Regions from separate parts of the Oryctolagus cuniculus genome. Here region 2 is linked to region 1. Evidence: chromatin contacts called from public Micro-C data. All regions are on one chromosome and are shown on one strand. Each heading gives the region's core, a stretch centred on a gene start, on an enhancer-like site or on the middle of the called end of the contact. The rest is flanking DNA. Distances are from core to core; before and after follow the strand shown.

What was found. Hi-C and Micro-C count contacts between places; a contact is called where the count stands out from the background.
Region 2: a Micro-C map of ear pinna shows a contact between it and region 1, with 5 times the contacts expected there. The contact joins the promoter of KLHL20 here to the promoter of PRDX6 in region 1. A contact is called at or near these places in 3 of 6 Hi-C or Micro-C datasets (ear pinna, skin fibroblasts and an unstated tissue).

What each region holds. Positions count from the first base shown.
Region 1 is chr7:1,961,184-1,969,114 of mOryCun1.1, forward strand. PRDX6 (peroxiredoxin 6) reads left to right here and starts at 2,939. Exons shown (of 5, transcript XM_002714992.4): 1 at 2,939-3,139; 2 at 7,467-7,623. The coding sequence starts at 3,045.
Region 2 is chr7:2,142,603-2,150,533 of mOryCun1.1, forward strand. KLHL20 (kelch like family member 20) reads left to right here and starts at 4,418. Exons shown (of 12, transcript XM_070077132.1): 1 at 4,418-4,571; 2 at 5,411-5,473. The coding sequence starts at 5,451. It overlaps ANKRD45 (ankyrin repeat domain 45), which reads right to left and starts at 4,367. Exons shown (of 6, transcript XM_070077134.1): 1 at 4,287-4,367.

The sequences.
Region 1 (7,931 bases), core at 1,689-4,188:
AGCTCTCCTTCCCACACTCAGGTTTCCCCTGGAATGTCTCTGCTGCCCTCCTCCCTTCCCTTCCCCAGAGCACCTCTCACGAGCCCCTTGGAAAAACAGCCTTAAATTTTCTCCTCTGGAATGAGGCTCAGTCCATGGGGCATGTCAGAAGTTAAACTCCGACCTTGGGTATAGGCTGGAGGTTAAATTCAATTATCTACCAGGGCGAGTCAGCACAGCCTTCTCCAAACTTTGCTTATTAAATACAGAGCATATTTTACAAATATGCCCTATCCAGTTTTTCCTTAAAATACCTGGGCCATTAATCCACCTTTCACTTTCACAATTTTGACTGAAATAGGGGTGCAAGAACTAAGTGGTTCATTTTCCTAATTCTACTGTAACATCACTAAGAGATCTTCTGAATAACGGAAACACACTCTAAGAAGGCTGCTATCCGCCCACTCTTTGCCAGTGGGACACAGATCTTCTGACACATTTTGTGAAAAATCATGTTTTAAAATGCTGATGGAGGGGCCAGCACTGTGGCAAAGTGGGTAAAGCCTTTACCTGTGACTGTGGCATCTCATCTGGGTGCCAGCTTTTGTCCTGGCTGCTCCACTGCCACCCCAGCTCCCTGCTCATGGCCTGGGAAAAGCGGTGGATGATGGCCAACATACTTAGGCCCCTGCCACCCAGGTGGGAGACCTGGATGAAGCTCCTGGCTCCCGCCTGGCCCAGCCCTGGCTATTGTGGCCACCTGGAGAGTGAACCAGGAAATGGAGGATCTCTCTGTCTCTCTCTCTATATATAACTCTGCCTTTCAAATACATAAATAATCTTTTTTAAATGTTGGCAGATAATGTGAAAGAATTTAAAATGCTACAACAGCTAAAGCAATCAAGGTTGTAGAGTGCAGATCCATTGCCTGCATGTAGAATCTGGTACTATAAATTCCAACAGGTGTTCATCCTGTTTTATTATAGTTGCATACTTTAGAGAAGGCAGGTCAGAGATCAGTAATTTGTCAGAGATCAGTAATCTGTTTCCACATTCATTCTTCATATTTATAGTGGATCATGTTTTCTAGTCTAAATCCACAACACATTATCAGTAAGGCCTTAAAGTCAAACTACCCTTCTCTTCTACTTCCTTTCTCCCCAACAAAAAGAGTTAAAACAGTGCATTTAAAACCAAAACATAGGGGCCAACACTGTGACGAAGGGGTACAGCCGCCACCTGCACTGCCGGCATCCCACATGGGCGTCGATTCATATCCTGGCTGCTCCACTTCTGATCCAGCTCTCTACTGTGGCCTGGGAAAGCAGTAGAAGATGACCCAAGTCCTTGGGCGCCTGCACCCGTGTGGGAGACCCCGAAGAAGCTCCTGGCTCCTGGCTTTGGATCGGCGCAGTTCCGGCCGTTGCGACCAACTGGGGAGTGAACCATTGGGCAGAAGACCTCTCTCTCTGCCTCTCTTCTCTCTCTGTGTAACTCTTTCAAATAAATAAATAAATCTTTTTTTAAAAACGTGGAGATTAGATTAGCTTTACAGAGTTTTCTAGAGTGGCTACCAATTTTACCAGTCATCTTACTGCAAGTCCTTGTTGTGAGGAGAACTAAGTATAAATTATACAGAAACACATCACTACACTGAAAACTCAGATCACAGCATTTGACTCCGTACTCTACCCACTGCCATCTTAACCCTGCCACGCCCCACCCAGAGGACTGTCCATCTCTGAACCCTAACCATTTGCATCACATCCCCTCTCCCTACCAACATTCAGCACAGTCTATCCTAACTGCATGTAAATCTGCGGCTGGCGCAGCCCACACATACCAGGAAAGCAACAGTGGCTGCATAGACCATGCTCACCACCCAAACACTAACAGCACTTCCAGAGCGCACACTGAGTAGCTGATCTGCACTCTCCCGGAAGCGTTCCCAGACCACCCACCCAATCCAAAGTCGCTCTGCAGCCACTAACTTACTTTCCTTCTCTAAATAGGCCTGCTGCGGTCTAACACCGTCCTGTCGGATCATGTATCCTTCGCCATCGTCCCCCCGCCTGGTACACAAGCACGCGTGGCACTGATACAGTAATAAGTGAATCTGAATCCCCCGTCCCCTGGGGAACAGAAGCGACCTGCACACGGTGCTCTACATTTCACATTGCGCTTTCAGGACACGCGTGCGGCGTGACTGTCTAAGGGTTCCTAAGGTGGGCGGGCAAAGGCTGAACAAAAACGGAAGTCTGGTTCCGTGGGACTTCGTACGGGAATTTCTGCTGCAATGAGAAAGCCACTTCCTCCAGCACTCGACCCCGGTGTGGCCACTTCCTCAGCCGCAGACGCGGCCGTGCGGGCTCGCGGGCGCGCAGGACTGAGGCGCCTCCGCCAGCCGTGCGGCGGCAGCGGACGGCAGCGCGCGCGGCGACTCCCCTACTTCGGCTGTCCGCCTCCTTTCACCCCCGAACCCGAACCGCCTCGCGGAGTCTAACCTGGCGCACCCCGCAGCCTCCAGGGGGCGGCGTTACCCCAGGCCCGCGTCACGGAGAGACCGGCGCCCGCGTCCGGCGGTTCTCACAGGGCGGGAGGCCGAGAGGCTGCCGGGCGCCCCGCCCCCCGCCCCGCCCCTCGCCCTCGGGCCCCGCCCAGGCCCCACACCCTCGGCCCTCGGACCCGCCCCTCGCCCTCGGGCCCCGCCCAGGCCCCACACCCTCGGCCCTCGGACCCGCCCCTCGCCCCGCCCCTCGCCCTCGGGCCCCGCCCAGGCCCTACACCCTCGGCCCTCGGACCCGCCCCTCGCCCTCGGGCCCCGCTCAGGCCCCACACCCTCGGCCCTCGGACCCGCCCCTCGCCCCGCCCCTCGCCCTCGGGCCCCGCTCAGGCCCCACACCCTCGGCACTCGGGCCCCGCCCGGGCCCCGCCCCGGGCCCCGCCCCTCTCCCACCAGGCCCCGCCCGCCCCGCCGGGCGCGCGCCGCGCCAGTCCGCCGAGCCGCCGGCTGGTTGCTGCCGCAGTCGCGCCTACGCTGTCCCTCCCGCTCCGCCGCTGCCGCCATGCCCGGAGGTCTGCTTCTCGGGGACGAGGCGCCCAACTTCGAGGCCAACACCACCATCGGCCGCATCCGTTTCCACGACTTTCTGGGAGACTCGTAAGTGGCCGCGTCGTCCGGTCCCGCCGGGGCCCGAGGCGCCTGCCTTATTCGGTGCCGGCCACCGGTTCCCGCACGTGCCTCTCGCCCTGCGGCCCCGCGTCGGCCGAGCGCAGGTGGGGGCCGGCCGCCCTCCGGTCACCTTGCCTGGGTCCCTGACCCCTCTCGGCCGCCAGTCGGGCTAACCAGGCTAAAGCGGGGGCAGGGGTGGGGGTGGGAACGCAACTGGGTTCCGCAGGCCCTGGGAACGCCAGGTTTCGTGTGGTTGAATTCCGTTTAGTAACCCGTGCGGGGGGCGGAGGCCGGGCGACCTCGGCGGTCACTGCCTGGGACTGGTGCCCGGGGCCGCACCACCCTCCTCCCCTCCCTCCGGCCTGGAATTTGCTCCCTGGGGAAAGAGGGTGGCCAGGGCCAAAGTCAGAGGACGGAGCTGCGGGCTGCAGGTTCGGGAGGGGCCCGCCCTCGCCTGAGAGTTCTCCTTGTTGCAGTGGTATTTGCAGGCTCCTGGGCCCCAGAGGAGAACCGTAGAGCCGCGAGCTGCCCAGAACACCTCCGCTGGCCAAGATAAAATTTGGCAACAGCTCTAGGGAGGAGCCAGAAACAGCCAGGCTGTGTGTAGCTGTGTCCTTGGTTCCAGAACTTGCAACACCTTCTGAGCGGAGAGCTGAGGTCTTCAGCTGCAGTGGCCTGTTCGCGCCCGGGGAGGGCCTTGCAGGCCGTGGGACGCGTGCACCTCCCCCCATGGAGACCCTTTTGTCTCCCTCTCTCGCTTCTGCCCTCTCTGACTGCCCTGCTAAGGTCTTCAGCTGCAGTGGCCTGTTCGCGCCCAGGGAGGGCCTTGCAGGCCACGGGACGCGTGCACCTCCCCCCGTAGAGACCCTTTTGTCTCCCTCTCTCGCTTCTGCCCTCTCTGACTGCCCTGCCTCCTCTCTGGCATCCAGCACGTGTGATAGCCAGCGTGGTGACCCAGTGTCTGGCCTGGTGGTCGCAGCATCATGATCGGGAGTTAATGGGTGTTGCTCTTGTTTTACAGCCAACTTTAAGTTGCCTGGTGTTCATCAGGAGCATTCCAGACACTTTGGGTAGGAGGTGTCTTCCCGTGGTGTTATGAGGCGTGCAGTCCTCCCAGCCTGTACCCTTTTTAGATACAGTAGCCAGAGACTCACCGGGGAGAGGCAGAGGAAGAAGTTAATGGTTGGACACGGCTGTGCTGAGAACCTGGGAGAGATTTTGTGTGTGTGTGTGTGTGTGGCTACACAGTAATTTTTTTAAAGGTTTATTTATTTTACTTGAAAGAATTGCAGAGGGAGGGATAGACAGAGAGAGGGATCTTCCATCTGCTGGTACAATCCTCAAATAGCCACAGCAGCCAGGGCTGGGCCAGGCTGAAGCCAGAAGCCTCTTACTCCATCTGGGTCTCCCACGTGGGTGCAGAGGCCCAAGAACTTGGGCCATCTTCCACTGCTTTCGCTGGCACATTAGCAGGGAAGTGGAGCAGCAGGGACTCCAACCTGCATCCCCCACTCACTGCAGATGGCAGCTTACTTAACTCACTGTGCCGCAGGAGAGATTGTTATACAACGGGCCCACACTATCCCTAAGCCCCTTCAGCCCAGCCACTGAGCAGCAGAAAAGTAAGCTTTGTCAGAGGAGTGGGATAGAAAGCCACTGAGAAATGAAATATTCAGATCTTGAAGGCAGGAAAAGACTTAACAAATAGAGCTTATGGCCAATGTCGTATTCAGAATCCAGGTATTAGTATTTCTCCCCAACCCTATGGAATCTTCAGAATGTGTTTTCTCCCCTACAACTCTCTCCTCCATGAAGTGAGGTTTGTCTAGATTAAAGGTAAATATGAAAGCTATTTACTGTAGCAACACTGTCAGTATTTAAGCTAACCATCCTTTTCCATTATTGTTTGTTGGCTTCTGGCTCTGTTTAGCTTTAATTGAAAGTGGTACCTTCTCAGGGAGCCACCAGTAAGAAGATGAGAAAAATATCCATGGGGCCAGCATTGTGGCATAGTGGGTAAAGCCATCGCCTACAGCGCTGGCATCCCATATGGGCACTGGTTCAAGTCCTGGCTGCTCCACTTCCTATCAAGCTCTTTGCTATGGCCTGGGAAAGCAGTGGGAGACCCCAAAGAAGCTCCTGGCTTCAAATCAGCTCAGCTCTGGCTGTTGTGGCCATTTGGGGAGTGAACCAGCAAATGGAAGACCTCCTCTCTCTCTGCCTCTGCCTATCTGTAACTCTGCCTTTCAATAAATAAATAAATCTTAAAGAAAAGAAAGAAAATAGGACATGTTTTTAGAAAATCCACATCTGTAATCAGATATGCAAGTCTGCCTATGATTAGACATGTTTCCTGTGCCACCTGGAAGAGATGTGAGCCATTTATAGCATTATAATATACAAATTTTTTACCTCTAATTTTTCTAAACTCTCTGATCTCAAGTCAGACTGTCATTTCTTTTTTTCTTTTTTTTTTTTCTTTTTTTTTTTTTTTTTTTGAGATTTACTTAGTTATTTGAAAGAACTAGAGAGGAAGAGACAGATCTTTCATCTGCTAGTTCACTCCCCTAATGGCCTAGGGACCTACTCCATACATAGCAATTGGAGAGAACCTAAGGATTTCAGGTGCTGCATCTAATGAGTTTATTGAGCCTTAACACTGCTTCTGTAGAAGGAACTACATCTTCACCAAACAGAACATACTTGGGGGGGGGGGGGGGATTTCTGGGGCTTAGTAAGCAGGAAATGTTTTCTTTAAGGAGTAATCCTTTTGTCTTGAAAATGTGAAAGGAAGGAAATGGGTAAATGTGATCGAATTACTCTCAATAGCAGCAGTCAGAAAACTTAGGAGGAAAGAAGCAGGCCAAGGGAAGGCATTGCTGGAGTTTAGCCTGTTTCTAGGCATGTGGCAGGCCGGAGTCTCGCCTTCTGAGGAAGGAGGGGATGCAAAGTGACTTCAAACCAGTGCCTGAGCGTGATTAAGCAACAGGGACTCTGCTGACCCACCAAGAAGCGAAGACTTTTCTAACTTATTACCCCTCTAACAAACTGCCTGTTCCATTTTTTTTTTTTCCTACTTTGGGAGACTTTATCTCGTAAATCTCATGTGACCCTGACTTAAGTTCTTTGCCATAGAATCTAAGGCCTACATTGTACTCACAGCTAGCTTATTTATTTCAAAAAATATATGCCCTTCTGTGGCTCTTTATTAGGAAGTAAACATAACACACTTCTGCCGTTCCTGCCCTAGCACTTCCATCCTGTTTGAAAGTATGGCTTTCTCTTCCTGAACCCTGGGGAGTTGAGCGACAGGTGGAGGTGGGAAGGAGGTGCCCTTGTATCTGTGTTTTTCTTTGTACCCTGGAAAATTTGTCAGACTTTGCAGGGGTCAGCTTAGCATCTAGGCTAAATTTAGTAATTACTAGTTTAGGGTGCTCCCTTGATGTTTTAAACTGATGAGAGTATGGAGAACTGAGTGTTAAATTTTCCTTTTCAGTTGAAAGAGTACTTTGTTCCCAGGGAGAAGGAAATGGGCCTCAGAGTTTCCTGGTGACTCAACTCAAAATGTGCTCCGAATTTGTGCAGGTTTAACCTCAAGGCAATGATGGTTTAGAGATCAGTACTTACCTACGCATCTGTAGTTGTAGAGTCTACATTGTAGCCTCCAGTTTTGTACCTGCCAGGAACTGCAGCTGAACAAGAGGTAGATAAAACTAAGTGCTATTGTTTCGTCAGGGTGCAAACACTGAGTGTCCCGTTTGGCAGATTAGTACATTTGGCAAAAGATTTTATATCCCCTCATTTCAAAGGAGCCAAGTGTCAGCTTGCGTTTTACTTACAAATCGAGGCTAGGTCCTTATTTAGTTCAGGTTACATAATCTGTTTATTGTTGCAGTCAGACATGTGCTTGGATGACACATTCCTTGTTGGAGCTGAACATCAGGGTCTTTGGTAGAAAAAAGCAGACAAAAGGATAAGAAGAAATAGAAAGTTATTTCACCAAGCTGTTAGCTTGGGTAGCACAGATTTTATTAGCTAACAGGAGTCAGAGCGGTACTATAGCTATTAAAAGACAACACCCTAAAATTAGTCTTTTTAAATAGCATCTTGAATTTTCATAATCTTTGAATTGAGCTCTAAACATAGGCTTTGTTGGCGGCGAGAAGATTATAAAGCATCGCCTAAGTAAATATCTTCTTAAGCATTCATTTAAGAAAGAAAACTTTATTTTTGGGGTGAGGGGCTAGAAATTGCAGGTTTTCATTCTACCTGATGTTGGTAACTCTTCATTCAGCTGTGCCCTTCTTCATTTCAGATGGGGCATCCTCTTCTCCCACCCTCGGGACTTCACCCCAGTTTGCACCACGGAACTCGGCCGAGCTGCAAAGCTGGCACCAGAATTTGCCAAGAGGAATGTGAAGTTGATCGCCCTGTCCGTAGACAGCGTTGAGGACCATCTTGCCTGGAGCAAGGTAGCGTACTGTGCTGTGTGAAACATGTATCTGGTCTTCTTCCCATTCCTTATGGAATCTTCAGAGTCCTGCAGGTCTTTTTGTATGCTAAGGAGTTGATTGCTGGCTGCTAGCCCTTAGGTAGCTTCAGCACTGGGGCTGATCGCCCTAAAGACTAAGGTAGGATTCGTGTTTGTAATGAAGCCTCCATAAAAACTCAAAGAAATTGGATTTGAGGAGCTTCGGGGAAGCTGAACATGAGAAGTTCCTGGAGAGGACATGGGAGCTCCACACCCTTCTCCCATACCTTGACCTATGCATCTCTTCAT
Region 2 (7,931 bases), core at 3,168-5,667, 180 kb after region 1:
TAGCAGAGAGCTGGTTTGGAAGAGGAGCAGCCGAGACTTGAACCGGCGTCCATATGGGATGCCGGCACTTGCGTTAACCCGCTACACCACAGCGCCGGCCCCAACTAGATGTTTTCTTAACATCCTATAGGTCACCTTTAATCATCCCAGTTGTGATTAAAGAATGAACTGTAATTCGCATGTTAATTTGGTTTCTGTCTCCTCAAGAATGAAAATTACACAAAACAAGGAGCCCAGTGTGTCTTATTTACCACTAAACCTTAGGTTCCAAGTACAATATTTTAAACAGACAAGATGCAATTTCTGATTCAAAGTAAAGTTCACCAACCCCTGAAGAATTATTTGACTACTGCCACTGCCTCACACCCAACCCTGGTGAAATCTGTTTTAGGTATTTTTCAACCAGAAATTCAGGTTCCCTAATGGCATAATCTTACTGGGGTCACAGAAATTCTGTAAATATTGCAAATTCCTAGTTTACCATATGCATATTACTAAAGGAGTTTTTAATGCCTTAATATAAATAGAAAGGATTGATTCACACTTAACCGTGCTAAAAAAGAAATTGAGTAGCAGAAGCACAAACCAGACTGCAGTAGGTCAGGAATGAATCACAGATCACAAAAATAGGTGGGACTGCTCTTATCCTGGCCAGGAGTTTTAAAAAAATCAGTCTTTGGTTAGCAGCATTCCTTAACCTGTTTACATCTTCCTAATTATCATACTTTATAAATTTTTATAACTAAACATTACAATTCATGTTATAGAAGAAGCTAAGGATCCCTTTGAAGATATTTTCTACAAAAAACAATTCACAAAAGGGAAACTTTAACGCCAGCTTCACATGTCTCACTAATAAACAAACATAGATCTGATCTACAGTCAGCTACTATCTTATACTCATCATATTGGCAAAAAGAAATTTAAGGTTGGAAAACAACAAGTGTGATGACAATATAGACCAAGAAGAACTCCCAGACACTGCTGGTGGGCAAATCAACAGAGCACTGTGGCAGAAATCACAGACTCTTGGATCATTATGCATGGTATCAAGTACTCACTCTGTCTCTTACTAGCTGTGTGACTCGGGCAAGTTACTTAAAATCCTTACCATCTGTAAAACAGGAAAGAGGACTGGTATGAATACTGATGAGCTAAGATACCATGCCATACTAAGTATTCTCTAGCATTGTCATTATCAGTAAACAAAACAACTACTTTAGAGGGCAATTTAACTCATCCTAGTAAAGTTGGAGCTATACACAGAATGCAACCCAGCAATTTTACTCCTAGGTACCTATCCTAGAGACACTCTCACAAGGGTGCTTTTGGAGGCATATGCAAGAATTTACATTGTTTTTCATGGGAAAAACTGGAAACAGTCAAAACACTAATATGTAGAATAATGGATTCTTAAAAATCTGTGCTATACTTGTACAATAGAATAGCAGTGGACACTCATAATCAATGCAATGGTTCTCAAATTTAACATGCATTACAATCGCCAGGAGAATTTATTAGAACACAGGTCACTGGGCCCAACATGCAGAGTTTCTGACTGAGAAGGTCTGTGGTGGGGCCCGAGGACTTGCATTTCCTGGGTGATACTGACTGACCTGGACCTTCACTGGTCACCTCGGGAAAATCTTACTGACAGAATGTTGAGTGGAAAAACTAAGTTTCAGAAGAAGGCATAGACTTTTATACCATTTATGTAAAGTTTTATTTTTTTTTTTGATAGGCAGAGTTAGACAGTGAGAGACAGAGAGAAAGGTCTTCCTTCCGTTGGTTCAACCCCCAAATGGCCGCTACAGCCAGCGCGCTGTGCCGATTCAAAGCCAGGAGCCAGGTGCTTCTCCTGGTCTCCCATGGGGTGCAGGGCCCAAGCACTTGGGCCATCCTCCCCTGCACTCCTGGGCCACAGCAGAGAGCTGGCCTGGAAGAGGGGTAACCGGGACAGAATCCGGCGCCCCAACCAGGACTAGAACCCAGAGTGCCGGCACCGCAAGGCGGAGGATTAGTCTAGTGAGCTGTGCCACCGGCCCATTTATGTAAAGTTTTGAAACATTGAAAATAATTTATACATATATATTAGTATATATCACATGTACACATTAAGTAGAAATCTAATGGATATCACAAAACTAGTCAGTCACAGGTCTAGGATTTGAACCTATAGTTTTCCAGATCTAAAGGCCATGTGTGCTCCACTACAAGCTAATTAACAAAAGGTATCTCTTCCGTTCAGAACAAATGGACAAACCTAGGTAGGCACTATGTAAAAAACAGCTAAAGAAAATTCAGTTAGGGGCTGGTGCTGTGGCACAGCGGGCTAACGCCCTGGCCTGAAGTGCCAGCATCCCATATGGGTGCCAGTTCAAGACCCGGCTGCTCCTCTTCTGATCCAGCTCTCTGCTATTGCCTGGGAAAGCAGTAGAGTATGGCTCAAGTCCTTGGGCCCCTGCACCCGTGTGGGAGACCCAGAAGAAGCTCCTGGTTCCTGGCTACGGATCGGCACAGCTCCGCCATTGCGGCCAATTGGGACGTGAACCATCGGATGGAAGACTTCTCTCTCTTTCTCTCTCTCTCTCTCTCTGCTTCTCCTTTCTCTGTGTAAATCTGACTTTCAAACAAATAAATAAATCTTAAAAAGAAAAAGAAAAGTCAGTTAATGCTGGCACTAGCACTGTGGTGCAGCAGGTTAAAGCCCCAGCCTGCAGCACCAGCATCCCATTTGGGCGCCGGTTCAAGTCCCAGATGCTCCACTTCGGATCCAGCTCTCTGCTGTGGCCTGGGAAAGCAGTGGAAGATGGCCCAAGTCCTTGGGCCCCTGCACCCATGCAGTAGACTTGGAAGAAGCTCCTGGCTCCTGGCTTCAGATCGGCTCAACTCCAGCCATTGCAGCCATCTGGGGAGTGAACCAGCAGAAGGAAAACACCTCTCTCTCTCCCTCTCCCCCCACCCCCTGTGTCCACCTCTCTCTGTAACTCAGTCAAATAAATAAAATAAAACTTTAAAAATTCAGTTAATGCTTAATCTAGCATAGTTACCAAGAAGTCAGCAGCAGTTTTTCATTGGTATTCCTGAAATTGAAACCCTCATCTTACACTTGAATCACTTGTTTTCTGAATATATAATAAAAATCAGGTGGCTGTGTGCTATGGGAACATTTGTAGAAAAGACAAATTGGAAAAAAAAAAGTTTCCCTTACTAAAGGGACTCCGCAAGTGAGCAGTTAGCCCAGTGGTTAAGACACTGGTTACCATCATTCCTGCATCCCACATCAGAGGGCCTGGATTCAGTTTCTGGCTCTGCTTCCAGCTTCCTGCTAATGCACACTCTGGAGGGCAGCACTGATGGCCCAAGTAGCTGGGTTCCTGCCACACATGGGGGGTGGCCTATGCTGAGTTCCCAGGTCCCAGGCTTCAGCCCTGGACCAACAGGGTCCAGCCTCTACTACTGGGGGCCTTTGGGGTGTGCAGCAGATGTGAGCACCCTCTCTCTGCCCACCTCTCAGATTAATAAACAAATAAATTTTAAAATCATGATGAAACAAGGCCGTCGCCACGGCTCACTAGGCTAATCCTCCACCTAGCGGCGCCGGCACACCAGGTTCTAGTCCCGGTCCGGGCGCCGGATTCTGTCCCGGTTGCCCCTCTTCCAGGCCAGCTCTCTGCTGTGGCCAGGGAGTGCAGTGGAGGATGGCCCAAGTGCTTGGACCCTGCACCCCGTGGGAGACCAGGAGAAGCACCTGGCTCCTGGCTCCTGCCATCGGATCAGCGCGGTGCACCGGCCATGGCGGCCATTGGAGGGTGAACCAACGGCAAAAGAAGACCTTTCTCTCTGTCTCTCTCTCTCACTGTCCACTCTGCCTGTCAAAAAAAAAAAAAAAAAAAAATCATGATGAAACGAGTCCGCACAAGCCCTCCACGAAGCGCCTGGGTGGTGCATACTGAGCAGCTAGGACAAGGTGACGCGGCCTGAGTCCTGGAAAGAACCTGGTGTAGTGAAAGCTGTGCTGTGGAAAATCTAGAGGGTTGGGCTTATTTCTGACTCGTCCGTGTATCCTCAGCACTTGGCACACGGTAGGGCCTGACAGCTACGGATGTAGGAACAAGCCTGCCCTAAAGCAACCTACCTGCTACAAGTAAATTAAAATTCCTAGCTTTCCGTTAACTTGTCCCCACTCGCATCTCTGTTGCTTTTCCTATAGAAAACGATGAAGAAAGGGGCAGACTTCAGTACTCAAGTACTGCTGGTCCGCGGTGAACTCTCCAGGTGCTCACCCTCGGGTTATGGGCAGGCGGATCTGAAGTTCCTGCGAGCTCCAGCGAAGGGCGCGGTGACTTCCGCGGGTGCACCGGAACCTCTCGGCGGAATGTGTCGTTTCCAGGGGGAGCGATTTAGGAGCCGGACTACTTCCTGCCCCTGGAGAGGGGCGGGTGCAGGGGGGAGGAAATAGCTGAAGGAGCTGCATCCTGGTGGTGGTAGCGGCGGTGGAGGCGGAGGCAGAGGAGTGGCGGGTGGAGGAGGCGGAGGAGGCTGCGGCAGAGAAGAAAGTGTCAGAGCCGGTAAGTGAGCCTCCTTAGAGCTGCAGCGTGCAGCCTACGGCGCCCCAGGGCTCGCTTTGCAAAGCTGTGGTCCCAAGTTGCTGGGCTGCCCTATGGGGTCGGGGCCGGGCTTCGTCCGTCGCCTGTCAGGCGGCCCCAAGAAGAGGCTGTTGGGGCACCGGGGCCGGGCCTTGCGGGGCGCCAGACTGGGCTCTCGCCGGCTGACCGCCCTAGGCTGGAACCGGGGAGCTGAGGTGTGCATTCCGGACGTCTCCCCCTTGGCGTTTGGCATCCCGGGGAAGGAAGGGGGTGCCGTGGGTCCCCCGGAGCCCCGGAGCCCCGGCGCAGCCTTGCCAAGGGGGGAGCGAGCGTTGTGTCAGGAATCGGAGGACAGACTTGGAACGAGGGCTGGTCTGGAGCCGCACTCTGCCTGCCCTGCTCGGGCTGCTGGAGGCGCAGTTTTTTGTCTTTGAAGGCAGACGCTTCGTGCTGCGCCGGCACTTCGGGACAAGTTCACGGCCTTCAGGTGCGGTGTTGAACCAGCCGTGCCCTGCTGTGGGTATCAGGGGTCGCCGCGTAGATGCGTTTGGGGCGAGGTCGGAGCTAAGCGACTCCAAGCACTTTTCGAGAAGAGACGACTCGGGCTTAGCCGCCGGGACTGCCCCGCGCCCCGCCTACACGTAGCATCGTCTTAGCGGGCGCAGTAAGGGCAGGTGGGTTGTGCATGTGCCAGAGGCCCGCGAGGCAGCAGGACGGACGAGTCCTGGTTCCTGACCGAGTGAGTGGATGGGTCCTGCGAAGTTGTTGCCGGAAAGAGCAGAAAGAGCTTTTACTAAGTTCCTGTTTTTCTGTTGCTTAAGGTTGGCTGTGGAGCGTGCCGAAGGGTGCTTTTCATGGTGCATGGAAGGAAAGCCAATGCGCAGGTAGGCGTTTACAAATGGAATCTTGGGTTTCACTGATTGAATTTCGGCACCTGATAACTCAAGGTTCCATGCAACAGTTTTCAAAAAGGTTTGCGAGTCTCACTAAACTCCGCTTGGAACTCATTCTTGTTCTAAAAAGAATCAAAAGCATTATCAGAAATCAATAGCTTTTTGAAAGAGTAAAATATGGAAGTCAAATTTCTAAAGGGTGTGGTGGGTTTTGTGTGGTTCTTAAATTTTCCTCTTTGCGTGGTGATTTTTTGTGATAACCATTAAATGTGCTATGATACTATAGGGGTTTACTATAATCAGTTCCCGGTAGAATGTAGAGGGTTCTGTTGCCATATACAAATAAGTTATTTATAATATGGTGTGCTGCATGCCTAATGATGGCTTTGGTTATTTCATTGATGTTCAATAGTACATTTGCTCTGTTAATTAAAATAGCCGCTTTGCAAGAAAGATTGTTTAAAGACTAAAAAAAAAAAAAGGTATTTGGATATAAGTTTGTAGAAAGCAGAACAGTATGTGGGAAAATATAGACAATTATAGGCCCTACCAACTCCAGAATGCAGTAGTGCTTCTTCTCCATCTGTTTCAACAAGTGAGACCAGATTCTACTGAAACAGAATCAGCCCAGTTCTGTTTCTTCATTTTTTAGACTCATTTTATACTTCTTGAACTCTGTTTCATCATTTGTTATTCAACGTCAAAGATAAACAACTATTTTAAGAGAAGAAACATTTCATGGAGGGGATGTCATTTATAATTCAAAAGAAGCAGAATGTACATCTTGTCCCAAATCTGTTGATTTACCAATTGACCTTGAACTGTTCACCTTGCTTGTATCCCCCATTTAATTCTGTAGTGTATCTGATTAGAATATTGGGCATTAATGAATGCTTGCTGGTGCTTTCAGATCTTCAGATAGAAAGATGCTATAGAGCTGACCAGTTGTGGTATTTGTATGGTACTTACCTATTGGAGGAGTAATATTTGACCACAAAGAACATGAAAAAAATTAACAACATGTATACAAATGCTTTATCACTTCAGTTTGTAACATGATTGCAAAAGCCACTGATTGACCTCACCCTCAACTGCCATAAATATCATATCTTATGTAATTGCTAAAACTATAGCCTATTGTTTTAAATGAAAGAGCATGGGAATGTTTTGGATTTATCAGTAATATCTGTATCAACTATTCACTTAATCGCTCATGTCCTTTCTTTGCTTGTTTTATTACATAATACTGTCAGTTATTCAAAATCATGTTGGATAATTCTAGTGCCATTAATTGTTAAGTTACAGCTCTTTCTGTGTCACCATCACTTGGCCAGAGCCTAGTCTATCCATTGCTCTCTGATCTTACTTTTCTCTACTACTTACATTAAGTCCCATCTTCCTAACCATCCCTTGTTGGACTTTCATGTCTGCTGCTACAACCCAGAGGGCAGTCTCCATCATGTTGGCTTTATACTTAGCTACTGGTAAAGAAGCTTTGAGTGCAGAGTAACCCTTTATATTAAGATTATTTGAATACATGTTCACTCTCACTTCTAGATTACTAACTCTTTGAGTTTATGTGTCTTCATATGTTTGCCTCCCTAGCACCTAATGATTACTGAATAAGTGTTTGAATGATGAAGTTTCTACTTTTCCTCTCAAGAAAAAAAAAACCTAAGAGCAAGAAAAGATTGAAAACTATTGTTAGAGAAATTCTAAATCTTGATTATAAAGTTTCATGAAGTCAATTGGCATTTTTGTTAGGACAGTTTCATTTATTTACTTAACTATTTATGTGTACATGATGTAAAATGTAAAGATACAATAGGATATTGGATGAAAAGTAAGTCACCCAGTGCCGATGCCAGCTCCAAGTTCTCTCCAAAGGCAAACACTGTAAGCAGTTTCTTTCCCAGAAATTGTAATGCACACACAAGCATATACAGGCTATCTTCCCATTTAAAAAACATTAATGTTAGCATATCAGGCATATTCTTTGTGCCTTTATTCACTTCACAAATTACTTTGTAAATTGTGACAAATACATATAGATTCAGCTTGTTTTTAATAGTTTTATACTATTCCATTTTCTGTACATACTGTAGGTAACCCATCCCTTTTGAGAAACATTTATTTGAAATGTTGTACTGTTCACTCTGGCCTCAGAATCAGCCCTTAAGGCATTCAGATCTAGCTAAAAAAGCCCATGAGAATGTCTCAGGCATGGAAAGCCAAGACAATGTGGCAAAAACAAAAACAAAAACAAAACAACCTAAATGAAAGATCTCTGTGAGTGAGATCCCAATAGAAAAACAGGCCATCAAAGAAGGAGGTACCTTTCGCTGAAGGGAGGAGAGAACTTCCACTTTGACTATGGCCCTGTCTAAATGAGATCAGAGTTTGTGAATTCAAGAGGCTTCCATAGCCTTGGCAGCTCATGATAAGAGCC